Regions from separate parts of the Mus musculus genome. Here regions 1, 2, 3, 4, 5 and 7 are each linked to region 6. A link is a contact called in public HiChIP or PLAC-seq and promoter capture Hi-C data. All regions are on one chromosome and are shown on one strand. The core of a region is the stretch at or near the end of the contact, and the rest is flanking DNA. Distances in the headings are between cores, read along the strand shown. Region 1 overlaps Gm3716 (predicted gene 3716). Region 2 holds the start of Rpl9 (ribosomal protein L9). Region 3 overlaps Gm52815 (a long non-coding RNA gene). Region 4 holds the start of Rfc1 (replication factor C (activator 1) 1). Region 5 overlaps Smim14 (small integral membrane protein 14). Region 6 holds the start of Fam114a1 (family with sequence similarity 114, member A1). Region 7 has its middle 9.6 kb from the start of Gm3716.

What was found. Promoter capture Hi-C pulls out the DNA fragments that hold promoters and counts their contacts. HiChIP or PLAC-seq counts read pairs in DNA pulled down with a chosen protein or histone mark.
Region 1: a promoter capture Hi-C map of pre-B cells shows a contact between it and region 6, with 2.0 times the contacts expected there. The contact joins the enhancer-like site here to the promoter of Fam114a1 in region 6. A contact is called at or near these places in 4 of 39 promoter capture datasets (the 3T3-L1 cell line, the C10 cell line, pre-B cells and 1 more), 1 of 115 datasets of contacts at active chromatin or transcription factors (bone marrow-derived macrophages) and 2 of 9 other capture datasets (adipose tissue and liver).
Region 2: an H3K4me3 HiChIP or PLAC-seq map of embryonic limb bud shows a contact between it and region 6, with 2.8 times the contacts expected there. The contact joins the promoter of Rpl9 here to the promoter of Fam114a1 in region 6. A contact is called at or near these places in 5 of 39 promoter capture datasets (the 3T3-L1 cell line, 3T3-L1-derived adipocytes, the C10 cell line and 2 more), 6 of 115 datasets of contacts at active chromatin or transcription factors (bone marrow-derived macrophages, embryonic basal ganglia, embryonic forebrain and 3 more) and 2 of 9 other capture datasets (liver and macrophages).
Region 3: a contact with region 6 is called in a FOXA1 HiChIP or PLAC-seq map of pancreatic cancer cells. The contact joins the enhancer-like site here to the promoter of Fam114a1 in region 6. A contact is called at or near these places in 7 of 39 promoter capture datasets (the 3T3-L1 cell line, the C10 cell line, embryonic stem cells and 3 more), 5 of 484 Hi-C or Micro-C datasets (the AML12 cell line, the Ba/F3 cell line, embryonic fibroblasts and 1 more), 10 of 115 datasets of contacts at active chromatin or transcription factors (the NIH/3T3 cell line, astrocytes, double positive thymocytes and 4 more) and 5 of 9 other capture datasets (adipose tissue, embryonic stem cells, liver and 2 more).
Region 4: a promoter capture Hi-C map of second pharyngeal arch cranial neural crest shows a contact between it and region 6. The contact joins the promoter of Rfc1 here to the promoter of Fam114a1 in region 6. A contact is called at or near these places in 15 of 39 promoter capture datasets (the 3T3-L1 cell line, the C10 cell line, cranial neural crest and 9 more), 1 of 484 Hi-C or Micro-C datasets (liver), 7 of 115 datasets of contacts at active chromatin or transcription factors (bone marrow-derived macrophages, embryonic limb bud, embryonic stem cells and 4 more) and 2 of 9 other capture datasets (adipose tissue and liver).
Region 5: a contact with region 6 is called in a promoter capture Hi-C map of liver, with 2.2 times the contacts expected there. The contact joins the enhancer-like site here to the promoter of Fam114a1 in region 6. A contact is called at or near these places in 4 of 39 promoter capture datasets (embryonic stem cells, liver, pre-B cells and 1 more).
Region 7: a contact with region 6 is called in an H3K4me3 HiChIP or PLAC-seq map of bone marrow-derived macrophages, with 2.8 times the contacts expected there. The contact joins the enhancer-like site here to the promoter of Fam114a1 in region 6. A contact is called at or near these places in 1 of 39 promoter capture datasets (the 3T3-L1 cell line) and 2 of 115 datasets of contacts at active chromatin or transcription factors (bone marrow-derived macrophages and pancreatic cancer cells).

The regions. Positions count from the first base shown.
Region 1 is chr5:64,598,432-64,601,618 of GRCm38.p6, forward strand. The region is part of intron 3 of Gm3716 (predicted gene 3716); the gene reads right to left. Among named protein-coding and RNA genes, the nearest start is that of Gm3716, 11 kb to the right of the region's middle. Within about 2 kb of position 1,795, at least 135 of the 459 cell types and tissues checked have an H3K27ac peak or open chromatin away from gene starts, as enhancers often do. A contact at or near this core is called in adipose tissue, bone marrow-derived macrophages and pre-B cells, where this site is marked.
Region 2 is chr5:65,390,065-65,393,155 of GRCm38.p6, forward strand. It overlaps Rpl9 (ribosomal protein L9), which reads right to left and starts at 1,367. Exons shown (of 8, transcript NM_011292.2): 1 at 1,312-1,367; 2 at 882-928; 3 at 675-790; 4 at 324-419. The coding sequence starts at 927. It overlaps Lias (lipoic acid synthetase), which reads left to right and starts at 1,433. Exons shown (of 11, transcript NM_024471.5): 1 at 1,433-1,609; 2 at 2,156-2,325. The coding sequence starts at 1,565.
Region 3 is chr5:64,503,877-64,506,989 of GRCm38.p6, forward strand. Gm52815 (a long non-coding RNA gene) reads left to right here. Exons shown (of 3, transcript XR_003955927.1): 3 at 1-1,904. Among named protein-coding and RNA genes, the nearest start is that of Gm52815, 9.7 kb to the left of the region's middle. Within about 2 kb of position 1,500, at least 309 of the 459 cell types and tissues checked have an H3K27ac peak or open chromatin away from gene starts, as enhancers often do. A contact at or near this core is called in the AML12 cell line, the Ba/F3 cell line, the NIH/3T3 cell line and 12 more, where this site is marked.
Region 4 is chr5:65,333,855-65,337,138 of GRCm38.p6, forward strand. It overlaps Rfc1 (replication factor C (activator 1) 1), which reads right to left and starts at 1,785. Exons shown (of 25, transcript NM_001347357.1): 1 at 1,670-1,785. The coding sequence starts at 1,672.
Region 5 is chr5:65,447,696-65,450,772 of GRCm38.p6, forward strand. Smim14 (small integral membrane protein 14) reads right to left here. Exons shown (of 5, transcript NM_133697.4): 5 at 1-2,742. The coding sequence ends at 2,710. Among named protein-coding and RNA genes, the nearest start is that of Ugdh, 13 kb to the left of the region's middle. Within about 2 kb of position 1,471, at least 5 of the 459 cell types and tissues checked have an H3K27ac peak or open chromatin away from gene starts, as enhancers often do. A contact at or near this core is called in liver, where this site is marked.
Region 6 is chr5:64,968,495-64,971,415 of GRCm38.p6, forward strand. Fam114a1 (family with sequence similarity 114, member A1) reads left to right here and starts at 1,581. Exons shown (of 14, transcript NM_026667.3): 1 at 1,581-1,650. It overlaps Mir574 (microRNA 574), which reads left to right and starts at 1,824; the gene lies at 1,824-1,901. It also overlaps a transcript of Tlr6 not described here.
Region 7 is chr5:64,618,720-64,621,904 of GRCm38.p6, forward strand. No RefSeq gene overlaps it. Among named protein-coding and RNA genes, the nearest start is that of Gm3716, 9.6 kb to the left of the region's middle. Within about 2 kb of position 1,257, at least 7 of the 459 cell types and tissues checked have an H3K27ac peak or open chromatin away from gene starts, as enhancers often do. A contact at or near this core is called in bone marrow-derived macrophages, where this site is marked.

The DNA of each region.
Region 1 (3,187 bases), core at 545-3,044, 370 kb before region 6:
CAATGAAAATATTTTTATGATTGTGGGGTCACCACAACATGTGTTTTATTAATTTATTTTTATTTCATTTATTAATTAAAGGGTTTTAGCCTTAGGATGGTTGGGAACCACTGCTTTAGAACATAATACATGGTGAGAAATAAATTTTATCTCAGCTCAGTCCATACGTCACTTATACATTTACCTTTAAAGAAGAGTCTCACAAAGCCATACAGCTTTAACTCTGTGCCTTGCTCAGTGAGGTTTTGTTTTCTATTTTTAGTTTTCTATTTCTTTCTACGTTGATGTCAAGGTCCACGAATGGAACCCAGTCCGAACTCTGGAACCTTGCTACCAGGAGTCCAGCCCATGCTGACATCCAATCAGTACTAACTAACTACCCAGAACACCCTTGGCCATTTCCTCTGAGGACTCTCAACCTCCACCTGCCTCTCCACCCTGCAGACTTCTTCAGAGGAAATTGGAGACCAGGACAAATGTGATTCTCTAATCTTTCTGGAATCTTCCTAGTCCCCACTTAAAGAACTTCATTAGAGTCAGAGTGCACTTCATAGGAAATGATTTACATTGGAAAAAAAGATGAATGTCTTTTTTCCTTGCCTAGGATAGTGAACTTCCTGTGATTCAAAATCCTTTTCATGGGTAAAGGTCACTTTCTAACTTATGTGCGGCATCTGAGTATGTTTGGTTGAAAAGGGTGTGACTCTCAAAGCATTAATGGGGTTTGCAGACAGATGAAAAACAAAACAAAACAAAACAAAAAGCCACCAAGCTTACGACACACTTAAAAGGGGAATGACAAGAATCACACAGTTGCAAAGTGACACAAACACTGCCAGCGTGCCCTGAACCATGAAGCCAGCCCACCTGATCCTGCCTGAGAGAGGAAAGACTCCCATGGGACATCTGATCAGGAGCACAGCATGTGGCCTTGTGGATTCTTGTGGGCCTTTTTTTTTTTTTTTTTCTTTTAAATCAAATCTGTTGTGAACAAAGACAAAATAAATATGATGTTTGTTCTGGAGACACTGACTGTCCCTTACGGAAATAAAAGATTGGTGACCATTTGCCCTCCCTAGTGTAGCAGATAGCAGCTAGGGTATAGGGTCTGACCAACATAATATACCTGGTCTCCCAACTCCGTTCCTGTCATATGATTGATTGACTCTGTGTGAGTCCAGAGTCACTCAGCTATGGGTGTTTGCTCATCTGTAAAATACAGAGATTGGCACTATTCTTGAAGGTAACTCTGACATGGAATTAACGTGAGGAGCTTGCAAAGCAGTCATGTCTTGTACATAGGCTAAGATCCATGCGAGCACTTATTAAATGAAGTCTAATTTATGATGAAAACTGCAGTCTTCTGCCCTCCAGTTCAGGGCAGAGGAAATAGAAATCAACCTTTAAAAAGCCTGGGTTTCTCTCTTCTCTAGCTTTCCTTTGGGGGCAACCAGCCCTTGCCTTTCAGGTTGAGTGGCACAGCACTCAGAGAGGGCCCCGCTACTCAGGACTCGGTGGGGAGTTTTTCCAGCTTCTTACTGCAAAATCTTCCTTCCTTTCCTCAAGAGAAAAAGAGCTGTTCTCTACAGAAGAAACACAAAAGGGGCCAGCTGGAAGACATGCTAAAGCGAGAACCCTACATACACTCAGATTCTACGGGTGCGCTGCTTGCTGATGTAACGGCCAAGAATCAGAAACCGGAAGTAGAAACGCTGAATGAAAACAAACCATCTGGGCTGAGCTACCGAGGGAGCAAATGTCTAAGACCCTCATTGGCGGCTGCTCAGGCTTCGTGAGCAAGGCAGGAAGCAGACGATTGTGAAGCCTGTGAAGGTTTCTGCTCCCCAAGCTGGTCGGGGGTGGGGGTGGGGGGATGCTAAGGTAGCAGATCACATCCTTAAAGATCTAAAATTAAGATCTAATAAATTAAAGATGAAAAAATCTAAAATAATAACAAATAAAAGGTTGCTTGCCCATCTGGACATAGATCTGATGTCCAGGTGAGATAACGCACGGATGCCATCTCTGTGGAAAAATAATCAACTGCTTTAAAGGAAGCCAAGGGTGGGATCTCGCTTCCTGGACTGGGGTAGAGAAGGGGAATGTGTGAAATACACAAACCAGAGCTGCTGCTGATACCCCAAGGACAGACACGGCTGGAGGACCACCCAGTGTCAGCTCAGAAGAAGGGGGACGGATAAGCTAAACCCAGCCCCCTGGGAATATCAGCATACCAGACAGAGTTTGAGGAAGAACAGTTAAAAGCCATATGGTCGAAACGTCTTTCTTAAAAACTGGCTGGATAAAACCTGCACAAATGAATGGTTATATGTGTGCAAAAGTCCATGGAAAGGGTTAAAAATAAAAACAAAGGCCTGTAAGTATGGTCTCAGCTAATCAACTAAGAACTAAGTAATGCATCTCATATTCACATTCTGTCTCTGTCTCCCCTCCCCCTCCCCCGGCTTTATACTCCATGTGTAACCTGGACTGTCCTTGAACTCATAGTCTTGCTCCCAAGTGCTGGTAATATGCTTAGCTACATGGGTCTCCTCTAAAATAAAAAGAGAGACGGCTCAGCAGTTGAGAGCTGCTGACTGCTCTCCTGAAGAACCTGGGCTCAGTACCCAGCACCTACACTGACACTAACAACCATCTAACTCCAGTCCTAGGGCATCTTATGCCTTTTGGCATCCATGGGCACTCTGCACATGCACAGACATACATGCAGGCACACATACACACATAAAATAGAGATAAATAAATCTCTGGGAAAAAAATAGAAGTTAAAATGGGAATCTGGGGTTTAATGAAGAGCACATTTATTCTTAAGTTTCCTGGAACTCTGAATCTAGACATATTATATGGGAGTATATGTATCCTTGTGTATATGATCATATCACACACTCATGTTTAACATGTATGGTTTCTATCTATGCGTATTTTAGAACTCTCTCTCCATTCCTATCACTTAGCTACACATCATACACACACACACCCTTAAGCTCTTAACAAGTAAGATCTGTCAGTGAAAATGTCAACGGTACCAACCGACTCTACACATTAATCTAGACAATAAGCCTCACCCTAAACAAGAGATTATCTACAAACGCACGCCTCTCCTCTTGTTCCTCGAGATAACTGGCTCAATCACAAGAACAGGCCTGAGAGTGACCAGGGGCTTCTG
Region 2 (3,091 bases), core at 117-2,616, 420 kb after region 6:
GTAACTTCAGAGATGCACAAGTCAGATCTTTTTGTTTGTTTTTTTGAGACAGAGTATAACTCTGGCTGTCTTTTCTATCCATTGAGTCCCAAACATACCAGCCAGCAATCTCCACTATATGTATCTACCAACAAACAAAACCCCTGAAACAGAAGTAAAGGAGCCTGCCCAGCAAATTCCTGGGTCTGATCTGTGCTAACCCACCCCCAATATCTGAAAGTGCCTCCTTTGTAGAAGTACAGTCCATCCTGGCCCTAGACATTTATACACACCCAAGGAACCTCTTCCAAAGGGTTAAAGGGCAGAGTGGAGGGCTGACTTACCAGCGTGACACCCTTGATCATGTTCTGAACATGACTGCAGATGGTCCTGACGGTGGCCAGTTCCTTTCTGTTACCCCACCATTTGTCAACCCGGAGCTGAAACACAACAACTTTAGAATTAAAACACAGCACTTTTAGCTGGCGAGTACTAGCACGCAAAGCCATGTACAAATGCACCGTATGTCACACGCACAGGACACCAGAGGGACGACACACACACACCCAAGTTCACTCATAAAAGAACTGAGTCCGAGTAACCCACTCGGCCACGCATGGGGTGGGGGATTAACATCGGTTACCGGGTTTTGTTACAAGCAAGCACCCGAAGCATCGGAAGACACAAGTTCTTACCCTTTTCTTCTTCTTCCCAAGAAGACTCAGCTCCACGTTGATGTGATTGAAGTCCCTCCGCAGAGTCCCCCTGGGGCCCTTCACAATGACTGTGCGCCCCTTCAGAGTGATTTCGACTAAACGAGAAAGTGAACTGGTGAGACCATAGGCCGGGGTTTAGAGCATGCAGGAAAGCCGTCAGCGGCCGGCGGGGAGCCATCTACTCACCATTCTCTGGAATGTCCACAGTCTGATTGCTGAGAATGGTCTTCATCCTGAAACACAGACACCCGGGTGAGACGGCTGGGGCGGGGGACGCTCTACACCCGAGACCCGGCAGCGTTCCGCTCCCAACGGGAATCGCCAGCTACGAAAGCCGGCAACAAGGACCCAGGTGTGTCCGGGACAAGGACTGGACCGGGGGCCCCGGAGAAGAGTAAGGAAGCCCGGCTCGGTGCGCCATGGCGGAAGGGCTACGACCGAGATGGGCCTGAAAGCCCGAACGCCACTTCCAGCTCGCGCCACCAAGTCCCAAGGACGCACGTCGTGCTGGGGGACAGTCGGGACAAAGCCTTGGGGCATCGGCTCCATGCCGCCGGGGTCCCCAAACAGAGGATGGGTTCAGATTCCCGGGGCACCCGGTCCCTAAGCTCCTCACCTCGCAGTAGATGGGGCAAAGAGAGAACGTCTTTCGTCATCACGTTCTTGTAATCCGTCAGGGCCCTGCGTGTCGCGTCACGACCCGAGCGACGGCTTTAAGGCGGAACTACTCGATTGCCGAGCTAGTCGAGTCGCGCCGGTCGGCGACGACGTATCGCGTCATGACTCAAGCGACGAGTTGTTGGACGCGTCCGGTGCCGGGGGTGCTGTTCCCTCGATCCCTTGACACTCCTGAGACCTAAAAGAGGGGGATGGCTCTACGCTGCTGGGATACAGCTCGCAGCCTGGGGTCCCGGGTGAGCGGCGGGAACGCCATTGCTTATCCTAAGTTCAAAACTAGGGAAATTGTTCCAGATATCCTTTTTTTAAAAGCCCCGACAGCTGTGGCATATCTTAATTATTGCAAACTTGTTGACAACATATTTTAGTACCTGTTTTAGGAATAGAAGACATGAAAACGTGGCATGTTAAGTCACCCACTAAGGTTTTCTAACCTATATTTAGCGGTTAACTTTGATCTGCGTCCCACTTTTTTCCCCCATTTGTCATGGCTGAGCGTGCATCAGGGTCTCTGTAATCTAGGCTGGCCTGAAACTAAATTCTTAGACCAAAGACGACTCCTCACTCTGCCTCCTCTGAGAGCTGCATTACGTGTTTGAGCCGCCGTGACTTACGGTTCTTTCACCTTGAGTCTTTTTCAGGTTCTGATCTACGTAGTTTGAGCTCTTAAATCGTTTTACATAATTTCTGAATCAATTTCTTTAGCTTTGGTATTATAATGGGTTAAAACTAAATTATTTCAGAGTCTACTGAGTGAATGTTGTACTGAACCCTTTTTGTAGATATTTGGAAGATATGCGTTCACGGTTAGAGCATTAAGTTCTTTGCCAGATAAGAAAAAGGAATTTTTGCATAATGGACCAGACCTTCAAGATTTTGTATCTGGTGATCTTGCAGACAAGAGTACATGGGATGAATATAAAGGAAACTTAAAGCGCCAGAAAGGAGAAAGGTAATTGAACATTAGATTCCACTTTGACTTTGTGCATTGTTTGGTTTTGTTTGTTTGTTTGTTTGTTTTGGTTTTGATTTTTTGAGACAGGGTTTCTCTGTGTAGCCCTGGCTGTCCTGGAACTCACTCTGTAGACCAGGCTGGCCTCGAACTCAGAAATCCACCTGCCTCTGCCTCCCAAGTGCTGGGATTAAAGATGCACTGCCTGGCATTGTGCTTTTTTTTTTTTTTTTTTTTTTTTTTTTTTCTTTTTTAATCAAGCCTTGTAGGTTTTTCTGTACCCTTTGGCCATTTCTTCATCCTTTCCAAAATGACCATTTTATGCTGCCATATCCCATTTTATATCTAGCATCTAATTGAGAAAGTATAGGTTTTTCTCTTGATAGTTATTTTATTTATTTGGGTTTTTGGAGATGGTTTCCCTATGTAGCCCTAACTGCCCTAGACTTCTCTCTGTAGACCAAGCTGGCCTCAAACTCAGAGATCCATTTTCCTCTTCCTCCTGAGTGCTGCAATTAAAAGTGTGCACAACCACCACCTGGCTTACTTTATTGATTTATGCCTTCATATAGTTTTAATTGTTAATGGGTATTGATCATCTAACTTACTCTTTTGTTTGTTTGTTTGAGATGGGGACTCACTATTTGTTCTTGGCTAACCTGGAACTCTCTATGTAGGCCAGACTGGCCTCAAACTCAGAACTGAGATCCGCCTGCCTCTGCCTCCCAGGTGCTGGGATTAAAGGTGTGCACCTCCACATCCGGCT
Region 3 (3,113 bases), core at 250-2,749, 460 kb before region 6:
TTTTCCCTGTGAAGCTAGCCAGCAACTCCCATCAGTAGCAGGCAAGAATCCCAGGACTCACTCGACGAACCAGCCTCGTCTGGCTGGATTCTTGAAGAACATATGGAGTCACCCTATTCCCCTATAGCAGCTTCAACTCTCAGGTTCTCTTTCTTGTAGCCCATCTCCTGGGTCCTCGGTGGTCCCTGGGGGTCCCCGGCAAGAGGCAGGTTGTTTAGGCCAGCCAGATACCACTTAAAGAGACCCAATTCAAAACATAACCGTGTGCGACTCAACTTACGGTCAGGCTCTGAATCTACAAGAATTTCATAAACAAGTAACATTTAAAAAAATGGTTATCGATGAAGGAAAAAAAGAACCTGAAGAAATCAGATGATGTGAGGGAGGTTTAGGCAAGACCTTTCAGGTACAGTGTGTTCTAAAATTTGACTTTTGAATTGTAGAAATAAATGACCTATTAAAATAAAATTTTAATTTAAAATGTGCTCTCTACTTAAGAGGGTACCCGAGTGTGTGTGTGTGTGTGTGTGTGTGTGTGTGTGTGTGTTTTTGCATTGGAAACACACCCAGTGTAATTTGTAAAATAAATACATAATAAATAGGTTAAATGTTTATTTTGACTTATGTTTTCAAATGCCAGTTGTTTAATTTACCATGAAGGATTGCTGGCAGACCCATCATCACTGGTACCGAATACGGCATTCAGACCTTGACCTAGGCTGGCCTTCCCAGGAAACCAGCTCTGTGGCCTTGCCCTCTTCACTCTTCCCATCAATACCACAGGCTGACTTCTCCTGTTGACAGGCGCATGGTCAACACACACACACACACACACACACACACACACACACACACACACACACACAGAGGTTTCCATTGCACATGCACAGTGGGAGGTCATTGGCTAAGCGGTTTCAAAACACACAGCCTAAGTCGTGGCAAGATCCAACCTTAAGAATGCGTTTATTTGATTCCATGTCACTGTACCATATACTTGGGCTACTCTAAAGAGAGACATAGGTCCCCTTTCCCCAAGCACTTTACTTGGAGAAGTTCAGGGCCAGAAAGGCTGCTGTCTTCTTCCTCAGTCCTAGGGCAGAAACTTCCATGAAAGCTGGTGAGGTGATGTTCACCCGCATCTTTTTTAGACCCTCCCCTCCTTACCTTAAACCGCTCCCCCACCCCCCACCCCCCAAGAAGGAAAAGACAAAAGAATGCTATAACATTTTCAAGAACTAAGCAAGCACAACAGCCAGCACTGTCCTGATTGGTCCCGTCGCCCCTGTTTTCTTGTGCTATAGAGAATATCTAAGGGTTCGTCTCCTCTAAACAGACGCTTGTAAGGAAAGTTTAACACAATTTATAGAGCTGTAAAGTTCTTGGTATGGCCCTCATTGGAGTGCTTTCTCACATTCCCAGAAGTAGCCAATCTACCACGTGGCAGAGCTGCTAGAGGAAGGGAGGGAGCCAGCGGGGCCCTGAGCTGCCCGCAGGAGCAGCAGCAGCAGCAGGGCAGGGCGGCTCCCAGGAGGGCGCAGGCGTGGCGGCCCCTCCCTGCCGCGAGCCCATGCCCGCCCACTGCCACCGGCGAAAAGGAGGAGAGACCTACATTTAAAAAGGCAGGAACCTACTAGCTCCAGAGCTCCTACAATGCCGAATGAGAATTCCTATTTATGAGGTCAAACGGAGGTCAAGAATTATCCAGTCATCTCTAAAACCCCCTACTTAGGGGGTCAAGCCAGGCTGGCAACCCATGTTAGCTAAATAGAACTTGATCTCCCGAAAGCCTAAAACTGCTTTATTTTTTCTTTCTTCCTTTCTTTCTTTCACTTTTTTACTGTTTTGCCAGAGATACGGGTTGGCTTTTTTTTTTTTTTCTGTTACTTCCGGTTTGTGGCTGAACTTTCTTTGCCTTCCTTCCTTTTGGGGTGTGGGAGGGTTAAGCTGCTTCAAAATAATGTCCACTTAAATATGTTTTTAAAAATGGGAGAGAAAGAGGAGCTGGGATAGAAAGAAGAGGAAAGGAGAGGGAAAGGAGGGGGAGGCAGGAGAGGGAAAGAGGATGTTAGAAGAGACAGCACACAGTAATTTTGTTTATGTTATAACATTTAGCACACTCCTATTCATGGATGTGTTCCACAATTATGCTGTGAGATGCACAATGTCACTGTGTTCAAAGTACAGGTAAAGAAGCCGAGGCTCATCAAATCCTGGAACTGTGACCGACTCTAACCCTGAAGTCCTTGCGTTCATTTAACCCTTTAAGGAAGGGTACGGAGGTGTACATTCATCCTTTATTACAAAGCCTATGTCTGATATGGAAAAAGAAAAGCTTTATTCGGAACCTTTGGAAGAATCTTAAGACTATGATTTCGTCTTTGGTCACTCCTTTGGAATTTTTTGACGCGGGCATTAACATGGGCTAAGGTGGTCCTCGCAGCCCCACCCACGGGCGCACTTCCAGCTTCCGGCAGCAGGGGGAGCATGTGTGCAAGAGGAGGAAAGGTGCACCCGGCAGGAAGTGTCAGTGCATGGTCTGTCCTTAGCAGGTCCAGGCTAAGAATACATTCATTTTTCTCCTTCAACATTTAGAACCAGTGGCTGCAGGCTTCTCTACAGAGATTCATGCTTCCTCGTTTGTAAAGCCGGGAAAACAGTTCTGGGACTTGTAGAAAGAGGTCTCTGCTGCATCCAAGGGAGGAAAAAAAAATCTCATGAAGGAGCCAGGCTTGGCTGCTGGCTTCTGTTGAGAAAGGAGAACTCAGCAAGCAGGACAAAGGGCCACCCTGAGTGCAAGCAGCACAGGACTTCTCCCGTTGACTTCCTGAGACCACCTCAAGGCTTGGAAGCTGCGCTAGTTCTGGCTTCTCCAATGGTACAGGCTTGGGTCTCAGGCACCTGTAGGTGCTACTCACATGGCAGAGCCCGTGAATTATGGCAGAGCCCGTGAATTTCTTGGAGATTCATCAAAGAATTCACCAAGATCCATCAAGATTCTGGTCATTCACCACGTTGTATTACATAGTGAAACCCTATGCAAAAAAACCAAACCAAACAAACAAACAAATGCAAAGAAGTAATGGGGGTAGCCAGATAGAAGTGGACAAACGGCC
Region 4 (3,284 bases), core at 535-3,034, 370 kb after region 6:
CCACCCACGTGATGGTTCACACCCATGTATGACGCCAGTACCAGGGGACCCAATGCCCTCTTCTGACCTTCTTGGGACCAGGGCTGCATGCACTGCACATACACGCATGCAGACAAAACACTTGTACACGTAATTTATTCAAAACAGGATTTCTCTGTGTAGCCTTGGCTGTACCGGAACTCACTCTGTAGAGCTGGCTGGCCTCAAACTTATAGAGATCCACCTGCCTCTGCCTCCCAGGTGCTGTGATTAAAGTCATGCACCACCAATGAACTGGAGAGGTATGACTGAAGAGATGTCTCAGGAGTTAGAGTACTTGCTGCTCTTTCAGAGGACATGAGTTCAACTCCAATTCCAAAGGGTTCAACACCCTCTTCTGGCCTCTGATGGCATCAGGCATGCATAGTCACAGAAATATACTCAGACACAACATACACGTTACAAGTCAAATAAGAATGTATTGGACTTGGGGGCTGAACAAATGGTTCAGTGGTTAAGAGTGCATATTGTTCTTTGCAGAGACCCTGACTTCCAGAACTAACACCCACAGAAAGCAGCTCAAAACCACCTGTAACACCACCTCTGGAGGATCTGACACACTCTTCTGGCTACCATGGGCCTTCAAACATATGTGTGCATACACAAACTATGTGTGCATATACAAACACAGATACACATAACTAAAATAAGAATAAATATTTTCCAAAACAACACTTCAGATGAATTTCTAGACGGTATTTAAAGCAAACTCACATATTATCCCGAAAATAAAAAGGCCGACTCTGGGTGGCTACCATCACTATCTTTTTTCCCCAAAGAATAAAAAACAGAGAGCTGAAACTTTTTCCAGTTTGGTGTAACACTTTTCTCCCCTGCATGCTGGTGTTCTGACAAGCTTAAGAATAATAAAAGTGTGTGTAAGTGTGATTGTTAAATATCTTGTAGATTAGCTGAACATCTTCAGTGGTCCAGTAAATTAAAAATTATTTCCAACTTGTATCTGTCTCCTATGCCAGGGACTTTCAAACAATTTCACTTTCAAACTATTTGAATGTCCACTACATTGAATTATTGAAGTTGGAACTGAGGTTTAAAAAAAAAAAAAACTACTTATCGTAACAGGTGATAAGAGATGACAGCTGTCAAATACAGAACATCCGTCTGTACTCGCCGTGTTTTTATTCCTGGTAAACCAGGATCCGCTCAACTCCTATAAATTATTCTAAACAAAATAAACAAATAAACTTCCTTGTGTCACAGCTGACACTCGCTTCCAGGAAGCTGATTCAAGCTGAAGGCCCGAGCAAACTTCTCCCTGCGAAAGCCAAGTGTGACATTCTTCCACGCAAAGCTTGAAGTCGGGACTTTAGGAAGCACTCCAACAGAGATGATTTGGGACAAGGCTGTACACGAAAGTAACTTTTAACGCCCCGTCCAAATCAACTTTCTTCTTCCTTCCTCCCTTCCCCCAAGAGTCGGGGGGGTGGGGATGTGAAATTGCCGCGTAGCAGCCACCTCCCTGCAGCTGCGTCCCTGGTGCGCCCCGCACCCTAAGCCGGGCCCCTCGGAGCCCTCTGCATCGTCCTCCCCATCCCGCACCGCGGCGGCGCCCCGTTCACACCCCCGCCTGCAAAGCCTCTGTAGCTGCACGGCCTCCCGGGCGGCTCACCATCGCAGCCCCACGACCGAACAGGAGCAGGTGGGCAGGCCCGTGGCTGGGGTAATTCGTTATCGGGGCTCGGGATCCATTGGCGCCAACAACTTCTCCCGCGAAGTAGCAGAAGCGCGGGCGGCGGCGCGCGGCGATGACGTCGGAGGCGCGCGTTCCCCGCGGCCCCGCCCCGAGGCGGGAGCTGCGCACTGGGTGCAGGACCACAGCCCTAGCAACCGGAGGGTTGCTACCTTGTAGGACGGCGAGTGCGCGTGCGATCGTGGCCGGGAGACGCCCAATTTGGGATCTGAGGCTGACTTCCTCTAAGCCGGGTTCCCAGGTGGCTTCCTTCCTGCAGTACACGCACGTGCTGCAAGGGCAGTGCTCTGTAGCCGCTTCCAGAAGTTCTTACTGCCACCACGGTAGGATGAAGTGTATTCGATGCGCCCCGCAAAGGTCAACTGTTCTCATCAAACTTTACACTGATTTATTTTATTTTTAATGTTTGACCTATTGATTTTGGCTCAAACTAACAGACCCTTAGTGAATGGACATTTTTTTTAACTTTTTAATACATTTATCTATTGAAGATGGAATGACAAGCTGTGGTCAGAGAACAACTTTCAGGGAACCTTCCATCACGTGGGTATATGTTTGCATTTAACGGACTGTTTACAGTAAAGGCATTTTGTTTGTTTGGGGGGGTTGTTTTTCTGAGGCAGAAGATCATGTGACTTGTCCAGGTCCCAAACTCCTTATGTAGCTGAGAATGACCTTGAACTTCTGATTTCTCTACTGCCTCCCAAACGCTGAAATCTCAGATATATGCCAACACTCCTGCTTTACACGATGCAAGGGATCAAACTCAGAGCTACTGTGAATGCATGCAACCAACTGGGCAACCCTCAGCCCCAATGTCTTTGCTCTAAAACTACCAAGCTAAGAGAACTAGCCCCCGGGACTGGAGAGATGGCTCAGCGGTTAAGATCACTGACTGCTCTTCCAAAGGTCCTGAGTTCAAATCCCAGCAACCACATGGTGGCTCAAAACCATCCGTAATGAAATCTGATGCCCTCTTTTGGAGTGTCTGAGGTCAACTACAGTGTACTTACATATAATAAATAAATCTAAGAAAGAAAGACAGGAAGGAAGGAAGGAAGAAAACTAGCCCCTTAATTCCTTCCTAAAGCTTCATTAAGTCTCTTAAAGAATAGTCAAATCTTTGACATAACCAAGACACGCCCACACAGGGGAAAAAAAAAAAAAAAACAAGAAAAGATTTAGGATAAGCAAGCTTTGGAAGCTGCTCTTGCTATGAAACTCTAGTGGGCCTGCCTCCACCACCCCACTGCTGGGATTATAGGGGTGGTAGCCCACACCTGGCCAGCAAGTTTCCTATGAGTAAATGAGCAACCTGGTTGTGGAATAGAAATTAACAATTGCATATAACTTTAAGAGAAAACGTGACTATCAAAGAATTTAGTGTAGAGGGCAGTATCAAACTTTGGCCTTGAACTTTGAAATCTTTTTCTAACCACTTCTTGTTGGGTCTTGTCATTTTATGACACCATATCTACTGGGAAAGACAGTAAAGCCTTCAGGAATACAAGAGTTTGTATTTAAGTAGATGTCT
Region 5 (3,077 bases), core at 221-2,720, 480 kb after region 6:
TAGTTTACGAGAATTCTAGCTACAGAGCAAGTGAATGTTTGCAAGCCAAATAATGGTGAACAAATATGCTAGCTTAAAGGGCCACATGTAGACACTTAAGGAAGAGAATAGCAAATTATTAATTGGGTTAGTAATAATATTTTATGCAAGATATTATCACCTTAGGAATATAGAAAAAATTACCAAAGAAAACAAAAATAGCAAAGACTAAAGGTAAAAACCCAAGGCCAAGTACTTCTCAAAGAAATCCAACTGTTACCAAGCACTGAAACGCCTGGGTCAGGCCAGGTGGTGGTGGCACATGGCTTTAATCTCAGCCAGGGAGGCAAAAGCAGGTGGATCTCTGGGCTTGAGGCCAGAGCTAGGCAGAGAAACCCTGTCTCAAACACACACACACACAAGTCTTGATGGAACCTTCTGTACAACTGTGCTCATATGTACTTCTGATGAACACATAACTAAGCCATTTCTATGTCAGAAAGTAAAATCTTTATCAGGTTAAAAAAAAAGGGTGCTGAGTTACTAACGTAATAGGGGGGTTACATAGGGAAAAACTATGATATTTAGACGTAAGTGCACGTGGTAGAAATGAATACCCAGAATAAAAATATACTTTTCCAGGTCTCTAATACTAGATGTTCTGTATCCACATTGTCTCCATTAAAAAATAATTGATTTACTCTTCTTTTATGCTCATTGGTCTTTTGCCTGCGTGTATGCCTCTGTGAGGGTGTTGGATACCCTGGAGTTACAGACAGCTGTGAGCTGCCGTGTGGTGGCTGGGAAATGAGCCTGGGTCCTCTGGAAGAGCAGCCAGTGCTCGTAACTGCCAAGCCTTCTTTCTACCCTTCGCCATTTTTATTTTAATCCAAGGTGAAGTCTCAGCTATTTGTGAGGCAGACTGTGTGAGGCCATCAGCAGGTTAGAAAGCACTGTTGGGACATATGTGCAGCCTTCAAAGGCTGAGGGCAGGAGAAGAAACACTACAGCTTTAGATCCACTCGAGGCCATTCCAGTTTTGCTCAGGTTAAGTCCCTCACCCCATTTTTTTTCCTTTGTGAGACAAAGTCTTCCCATGCCTCGCCAAACCTGACCTGAAATTCACTATGTAGCCTCGTCTGGTCTTGAGACTGCTACCATATCTGGCTTTTTGTGTTAAACTGGCTACAGGCTACTAAGCGGGTAAGACTTCTGGGTGGCCACAGCAAAAGAGGAATCCTGTACCGTGTGTTGTTAATTTGTTCAGAATTTAACTTACCTGGTTAAGTCACTCCTTAGAAACACAAGTAGCTAAGAGGTGGTTATATTATTGTTTAAATGTTGAGTACAAAGCCAAGGGAACCAGGAAGAGCACAAGTAGCCAGGATTACCATACGGGACAAAGAGATGCCCTTAACAATGCTTACAGCCAGACCTTGATAACCACTGCTTGGGAGAAAGGGCAGGTTACCCAATTGGGTCACAGGGCAGGTCGTGGTGCAGTATGGTAGAAGTTCATTTAGCTCACACAAATAGTCTCTCAGCTCTGTACAGTGACAGCCTAGACTGCCCAAGAAGGGATCAGCCTTTACCTTGATAACAAAATATGTTCTGGTCCGGACAAATCCCCTGCAGTGATTCCTAGGAGGAGAGAGTCCAGGCGTCCAGGCCGCCCAGGCCTGTTTGATGCAGTCTGTATTCACTGCTTTTGAACTTCTGACTGGTTAAACACATTTCAAAATCTCAGTTACCAACGCTCCTTCCAACTCCAATGCATCTGCATCCTACTGCTAAACAGAACTGAGCTGAGAGGTGACAAAAATATTCTCGTTTGTCATTCTCCTCCTTTCCCTTGGAAGAAACCAAGACCTCAGATTAAAGGCTCTTCTCCTCATAAGTCAGAAGGCAACAAAAGATTCATTTTTTTTAATTAAAAAAAAAAAGGTATGAATTTAAGTCACGGGTGTTAAAATGCCAGCCCCACACACAGGCGATTTTAACAGGGAAGGGTTAGACTGGAAGAGAAGCTTGCTGAAGAGGCACTCAACTTGAAGAACAAATATCGTGAGGCGAGGAAGGCTAGCATACAGTGGCTTTCAATGACACGAAATGGATTCTAAACCAACCACTATATTAATCAATCATGTTTATTTAAAGTATTCTTAACATCAGAAAATTTTAATGGGAATTAAAAAAAAATCAGTAAACAACCAGTTCGCTTTCCGTATTCTAGCCATAAAGCCAGCTGGAGGTTGTGAGGAAAATGCTCACTGTCCCAAGGACTACAGAAAAGGGCCAGTAAAGTAACTACAGTGTGGCTCTGTCACTCACACCAGACAACCCCAAATAAATACCTTATGGAAAGAATTAAAATCTATCAAAACCCACTTAAAATACTTAAATGCAGAAATCTCAATTTTCCTTCAGCTGGGCCAGAAACCACCACAGACGTTCTAGTCAGGGTTGCAGGGAGAACGAGTGGAATGTTTAAGCTTAGGCCAACCAACAAAGCCCTCAACTTTTCAATAGAATCATTTACTCAGGGATACTGTAAATAAGGACGGTGGCAACTCAGGAAGCAAAAGGCAGTTGGCAAGTGAAATTTCTAGAAGCTCATGAAAACAATACCATCCAAACTGCAGATGGAAAAGGAGACAGTTAGTGCCTGGTCGTCTTCAGTCGCTCGGTCGTGCAGGGTGTTAAACCATTGCTGCTTCCCACACCAGGACGTTAGTCCACGGGAGGGGCTGGCGGGTCCTGTCCCTGGCATTAAAAGAGAATGAGTTAAGAGACATTAACACATCCCATGAGTATCGAAGGGGCATAGTACCTGTCCCCACCCATGCAGCACTAAATCTGTCCTGTCTTGGTGGGTTTACATGGAGAGCATAAGGTAAATACGGTGGCTCGGCAGGGTTTGCCCCATCCTTGCCCGTGGTATGGAAGGGAAGCTGCAGTAGTAATGGGATGATCCTAGCCACCTTGAGGGAGTGTCAATCTTTCTCATAATGTGATTGGCTGAGTGCAGTACACTCACAAGCAGAGACGTCTGTTTCTCACTATGGAATGTCTACCAGGATATGACTCCAGTGCTTGTG
Region 6 (2,921 bases), core at 331-2,830:
AGGGATTTTAAAACTGTCTCATTATATGATTTAAAATAAAATAAAATTTGCTGTCACACGCGCCAAGGTGCTCTTCAGAAGCTTTAGAAGCGACATACAATAGTAAGCAACCAGCCTGTCAGCAACCAGTGAGAACCAGGGTCTAAGGGCTCAGAACACTCAGTACTGATAACAGGGTGGACCAGGCACGACTTACAGCCCCGTTGAGTGGTCTCACTATCAGAGGGAAACAAATAAACGAAGTAATGGAAGCAAATGCAAATACCTGAACTAGCTTAGAGATCCAAAACTATCAGTCTTGAATGGCCCCACTCAGAGCCCCTCCCACTCTGAACATTTTTTCTCATCTTCCTAAAAAGAAAAAAGAAAAGAGCAACAAACTAGCAGAAGTCAACTGTCTTAGGGTTTCACTGCTGTGAGCAGACACCATGACCGTGTCAACTCTTATAAGGACAACATTTAATTGGAACTGGCTTATAGGTTCAGAGGTTCAGTCCATCATCATCAAGGCGAGAGCATGGCAGCATCCAGGCAGGCATGGTGCAGGAGGAGCTGAGAGTTCTAAGTCTTCATCTGAAAGCTGCTAGCAGAGCAGTGCCTTTCAGGCAGTCCATAGGATGAGGGTCTTAAGTCCATGCCCACAGTGACACACCTACTCCAAGGCCACTCCCACTACAACAAGGCCACACCTCCTAATAGTGCCACTCCCTGGCTCAAGCATATAAGTTACACCAACAACTGACTACTTAAAATTAAGAACTCCAGGGTGGTGAAAAGTCCCCCCAAGCACACAAAGTTCTATTCTAACAGGTGTTTATTGTTTGCAACTGCACAGAAATGCACAAGCAACTCCTCAAAGGAAAGAAACACACACAAACGGAAGCTGCCTAAAAAGAGAGAGCAGCTTACAAAGAGAAAACCAGAAAGGGGGCGCGCATGAGAAATGGTGACCAGTCAAACCTTGGAGACGCATACCTTTAATCCTAGGCAGAGGCTGGCAGAGGTCTGAGTACAAGGCCAGCCTGGTCTACAGAGTGAGATCTAGGACAGCCAGGGCGACACGGAGAAACTACGTGGTGCAAACCCCATCCCATTCCGCCCCACCCTACCCTACCCCCTGCTGCCATCAGGGAGGGGAGGGGAGGGGAGGGGAGATTTTGTTTGCTTTGGACAAATACATTTTCCACGCCAAACGCAGATGTGCAATGCCCAGGCCAAAGAGAATGAATTTGGGCTTTGATCCACATTTCCAAGCTGGCCTTCTAGAAAGCATGGCTCCTTTGAGTCTTTTTACTTTTGTTTCTAATCACATCCCACTCCCATCGCTGACGTGGTCAGAGAATTCCACCTAATTTAGAACCGGGAAATCCCACGGTGAGGCTAGGGGACTCCTTACAACCTGCAGGGCTTCCCCAGTGCTTCGTAATGGAAGGCAGGGGACCCCGCGCTCTGCCCCGACCACCGATCTGGGACGGCGGAGTTCGGAGTTCGCAGCAGGTCAGGGTGCAGTGGGGCCGGGCAGAGGCAGAGGAGGGCGGCCCGGGGCGGGGCAGCTTGGCCGGTCCCTCCCCTGCGGCCGCGTCCCCGCCGGTCCTGCCGACGTGGCGGGGCGGGACCCGGGACTCCCGCGCGCACTCGGCCGGCCAAGCGGTAAGAGCCCGGGGCGCCCTCTCCCCATCCCCTTCCCGGGCGGGAGGGGACCAGCGCGCCGCGACCCTTGTCCGCTGTAGGGTGTGAGAAATCACCGGCGGGGAACCGTCCCGAGAAAGCAACTTGCTTGGGCACGAAGGTCGGGGGAGACGCGGCCGAGGGCCCTGCGTGGGTGCGGGCGTGTGAGTGTGTGTGTGTGAGTGTGTGTCGCTCCAAGTCCACGCTCATGCACACACCCACACGCCCGCACGCCCGGTCTGCACCCTCGTCCGGCCTGGAGCTCCGTGGAGTCCGCTGCCAGAGGCTAGGCACAAGCCAGTCTGGAAAGTTTCCCCAAGTGTCCCAAGTCTGGGGTGGGCTGTAGGGTCCTCCCAGCGCGACGCTCTGAGGGATCCAGTTCTTGCTAGTCAAAGACCTCCATTCCTAGGGTGAGCTTGTCCTCCCCCTGGGAAAACCGAGCACAGGCCTTGACCTCCATCCTGATCCATCATCTTTCCCTGGCATGCCCCACACCCAGCATGCCTGCGCTCCTGCCCCCCTGAAACACCTTAAGCTAGCACCGTTTGCATTCCCAGGACCCTCTTGGGCCCCCTCTTCCCCACCCCAAAGGCAGCCCCTTTACCCAGCCAGCTTGTCTTCTCCGAGGAATCTGGTGAGTATTTCCCAGCTGTCAGTCAGTCCCCACTTGGATTTCACTGGCTTTTCTTAAAGAAGGAGGACTTTCGGCAGACTATGGGAGCACTCTCTGGGCCATACCATCAGTGTCCACCCCTGAACCTCTTGATAGAAGCTGATGGCTTTTTAAATCAGCAGTCCTTGAACTCCTCCCTGGGACACCAGAACAAGAGAAACAAGGTCATTCCGAGAAGCCTCTCTTAGCTCACCTGGCTTCCTAGAGTTCTTTCCTCCCCAGCCCATATCCTAGACTCTCTCCTCCATTTCCTCTATCAATCCTGAAATGTTCTGATTAAACTTCTTACATTGAAAGCTGCCAGCGATGGAATGAAACTCCAAGGGTGGGATTTGAAGCACAAGTTAGCCAGTGTAGAAGGAATTTGGGGACGGGGGGTGGGGGGTGGGGGGCGGGGTGTTAGGGGGTGGGGGGCTTCCTGAATCTTGGGGATTCAGAAGTGTAAGTAGTTATTTCTTTCATCAGAGCAGGCTTATGTGAGACATCGTTTTTCGTTCAAATCAATATCAAACACAGTATATATCAGTTGAGTAAATATTTGTGGGTCAGAACGAAGCAAGGGCTCGTGGTTCACAGGCTT
Region 7 (3,185 bases), core at 7-2,506, 350 kb before region 6:
GAATGTTGTCCCAAGATCGTGCATTAGAGAAAAACTCTTGTCTGGGGAGGCCAATCTTTTGTACTACTGGACTTCCACAGTCTGCCCATGTTCTGAAAAGCAGTCTGCTTTGCTCCAAGTCCTGATTTAAATGTAAATCTCACTCAAGACAATCCCACAGAAGCATGCTGAATAATGTTTAACCAACTACCTGGGACCACCGGCCTGCTCAAATCAACACATAACATTAACCACCACACAGTGCTGGCCTCACAATAGGTACTCAGAAAATGCTACACTTCCTGCTATTCTCCCGAAAATGAAAAGGGAGCCCCTTTCGTCCCCTGGACTCAGGGTGGTTAGACATGATCGGCACGCTCAGGATTAAGGAGAGGGAAATAGGTATGGTCTAAAGGGAAACAGACAGAACTAACCACACTGTTATTAAACCAAACCATTATTTGAAAGCCCTTCTTTCAGAAAGTGAAAAACGAACACTGGCTGGACAAACAATAGCTGTTTTATACCCTATCTGGGAAGGAGATTATCAATGTCATAATTACCAGATAGGTTTGAGAAAGAATGCAACTGCCTTTTCTATTGCAAAGGGGTCCTTACTTTCTGTGCTGAAGGAGATGCGGTCCAAGATTTACCTCAATGGCTGGCCTGTGGGATGCTTTGAGCAAACCCTCTCACTCATGGTCCTCAACTACTTCCATCACAATGAAAGGCTTTGAGGATTCCAAGACTGGAGCACATGTAAGCTATCTACCTCAGAAGATGCTAGAAGAACACACCAGAAAGAGAAAGATGAGGCTACCGAGGTAAGACGCTGAGCCTCCAACTTCCTACCCAAGGCTCCATTGATTTACAGAGTTTCTAGCAAATGGTATTTCAAATGACTTTTGATTGTTTTGGTTTTCACCTGATATTTGTACTCGTTTGTGGATTATAATATTAGAAACTTGATAGACGTGTGTAAAGTATGCAGACAGTATTTCTGTCTCTGCAAGTTTTATTTCTGTGTGTGGAGAACTTTTCTGGTTATTTTGAAGTCTATAATTAAATGTTGCAGATCATTGACAGGCTACAGTACAGTGGGCACCCGTTCCCCCATCTGCTTGTATTTTTCTACTCTGGTGGCTTGAATGCCAAACATACCCGCATAGTCTTGGGCACTTGAATACTTGGTCCCCACTTGGTGGCATCATTTAGGGGGAAGTTTCGGAGGAAGTGTGTCACTGAGTGTGGCTGGCTAAGCTAGGGTTTCTATTGCTATGATGAAACACCATGACCAAAGTGGCGTGAGGAGGAAAAGGTTTATTCAGTTCACGCTTCCATACCACTGTTCATCAATGAAGGAAGTCAGGACAGGAACTTAAACAGCAGGAACCTGGAGCCAGGAGCTGATGTAGAGGCCATGGAGGGGTGCTGCTTACTGGCTTGCTTCCCATAGCTTGCTAAGCCTGTTTTCTTACCCAGGACCACCAGTCCAGGGATAGTACCACCCACTGGAATGGGCTGGACCCTTCCCTATCAATCACTAATTAAGAAAACTCTCTCTACAAGCTTGCCTACAACCAGATCTTCCAGAGGCATTTTCCTTCTTGAAGTTCCCTCCCCTCGATATCTTTAGCTGGTGTCAACTGGTCATAAAACTTTTGAGCACAGGGGGCTTTGAGGGTTGTAACTTTACGCCACTGCCAGTTCACTCCTGCTTCACGCTTACATTTGAAGGTGCAAGTTTTTAGCTTCCTGTTCCTGCTGCCCTGCCTCCTATCATGCCCACCGAGAGCAATCATGCTTCCCCACCATGATGGCTTAGCCTCTGAAAGCTTAAACCAAAATGAGCTCTTTTTTTTTTTTTTTTTTTTTGGTTTTGGTTTTTCGAGACAGGGTTTCTCTGTATAGCCCTGGCTGTCCTGGAACTCACTTTGTAGACCAGGTTGGCCTCGAACTCAGAAATCTGCCTGCCTCTGCCTCCCAAGTGCTGGGATTAAAGGGATGCGTCACCACGCCCGGCCCAAACTGAACTCTTTAAGTTGCCTTGGACACAGTGATTTTCCCCCAGCAGACAACAGATAATTCATGTAGGCACCCATTACCCAGCCTCCCCTGCACCTCTGCTAAAATGACCCACCTTTTCTCCAGTACTTCTCTCTATATGATCAACTCTTACTTCACTGACCAAACAACACATTTGGCAGATGTAGCTCAGCATCGTGTCTGAGGCTCCTGGATCCCTGTCAAGCGTTTATTTGGTTGTGTGGATGCGTCATAGAACAGAAGCGGCCTGGAGTTATGAAGAAATTCAGTTACACTCTTAGGGAGCACAAATGATCAGAGAACTTGCCTATGTCGAGGCCAGGGGTGTTCCTGTAAGTCCCAAACTGTTCTTTCTGCTTTCACCTGAAACAGGATGCAAGAAGAAGACAAGTGAGAAAGGAAACAGGGCATGTCATTCCAGGCTGAGGTTCCAAGTTTCCCTCAAGGGGAAGGGATGCCTTGGCATGGGCCCGCCGAGGCACCCCCTTCCCCTACACCCCACCAGAACACATTCTAATAGCTCTTTCCCTTTTTATGAACACAACAGTTTTCTTCTAGATGTCTCATGGTGTGTTTCATGTAGGTCTGTGGTGACACTCTGAGCTAACCGACGTGTCCAAGGTGAGCTCTGGGGCAAAGAAGATTTTGTAGCTTTTGCTTACAGACATGGAGGTTGTCCAGCTCCACTCCTTACTTAGAAAGACTATCATCTCCAGGCCTTGCTCACTCTAACCTCTTAGGTACTGTTTTCTACAGCTTTGGTGTTTCCCCTTCCCCCCACCCCCACCCATGTATGTACTCATCAGGGCCACCTGTCCACAGCCAGAGTTTTCTGGGACATTTTCTGGGTAGCTGTCTTCTCTCTTTGGCCCATGAACCAAGTGACAGTCATCTCTTGGTTTCCTAGATTTTGCAGTGACTGGCACGCCTTAGTTGTGACTTTTCTGTTGCTGTAAGAAATTACTATGGCCAGAGGCAACTTTAGGAAGAAAGTTTGTTTGGTTCATGGTTTGGGGAGGGGTATGTCCATAGTGGCCATGAAGGCATGGGGACAGGGATGGGGAGCTGAGATATGACATCACATATCCATACAGGAAGTTGAAAGAAGGAGAGAGATGGGGAGAACTAATACGGAGGGAAGGGGAGGGTGAGGGAGGGGA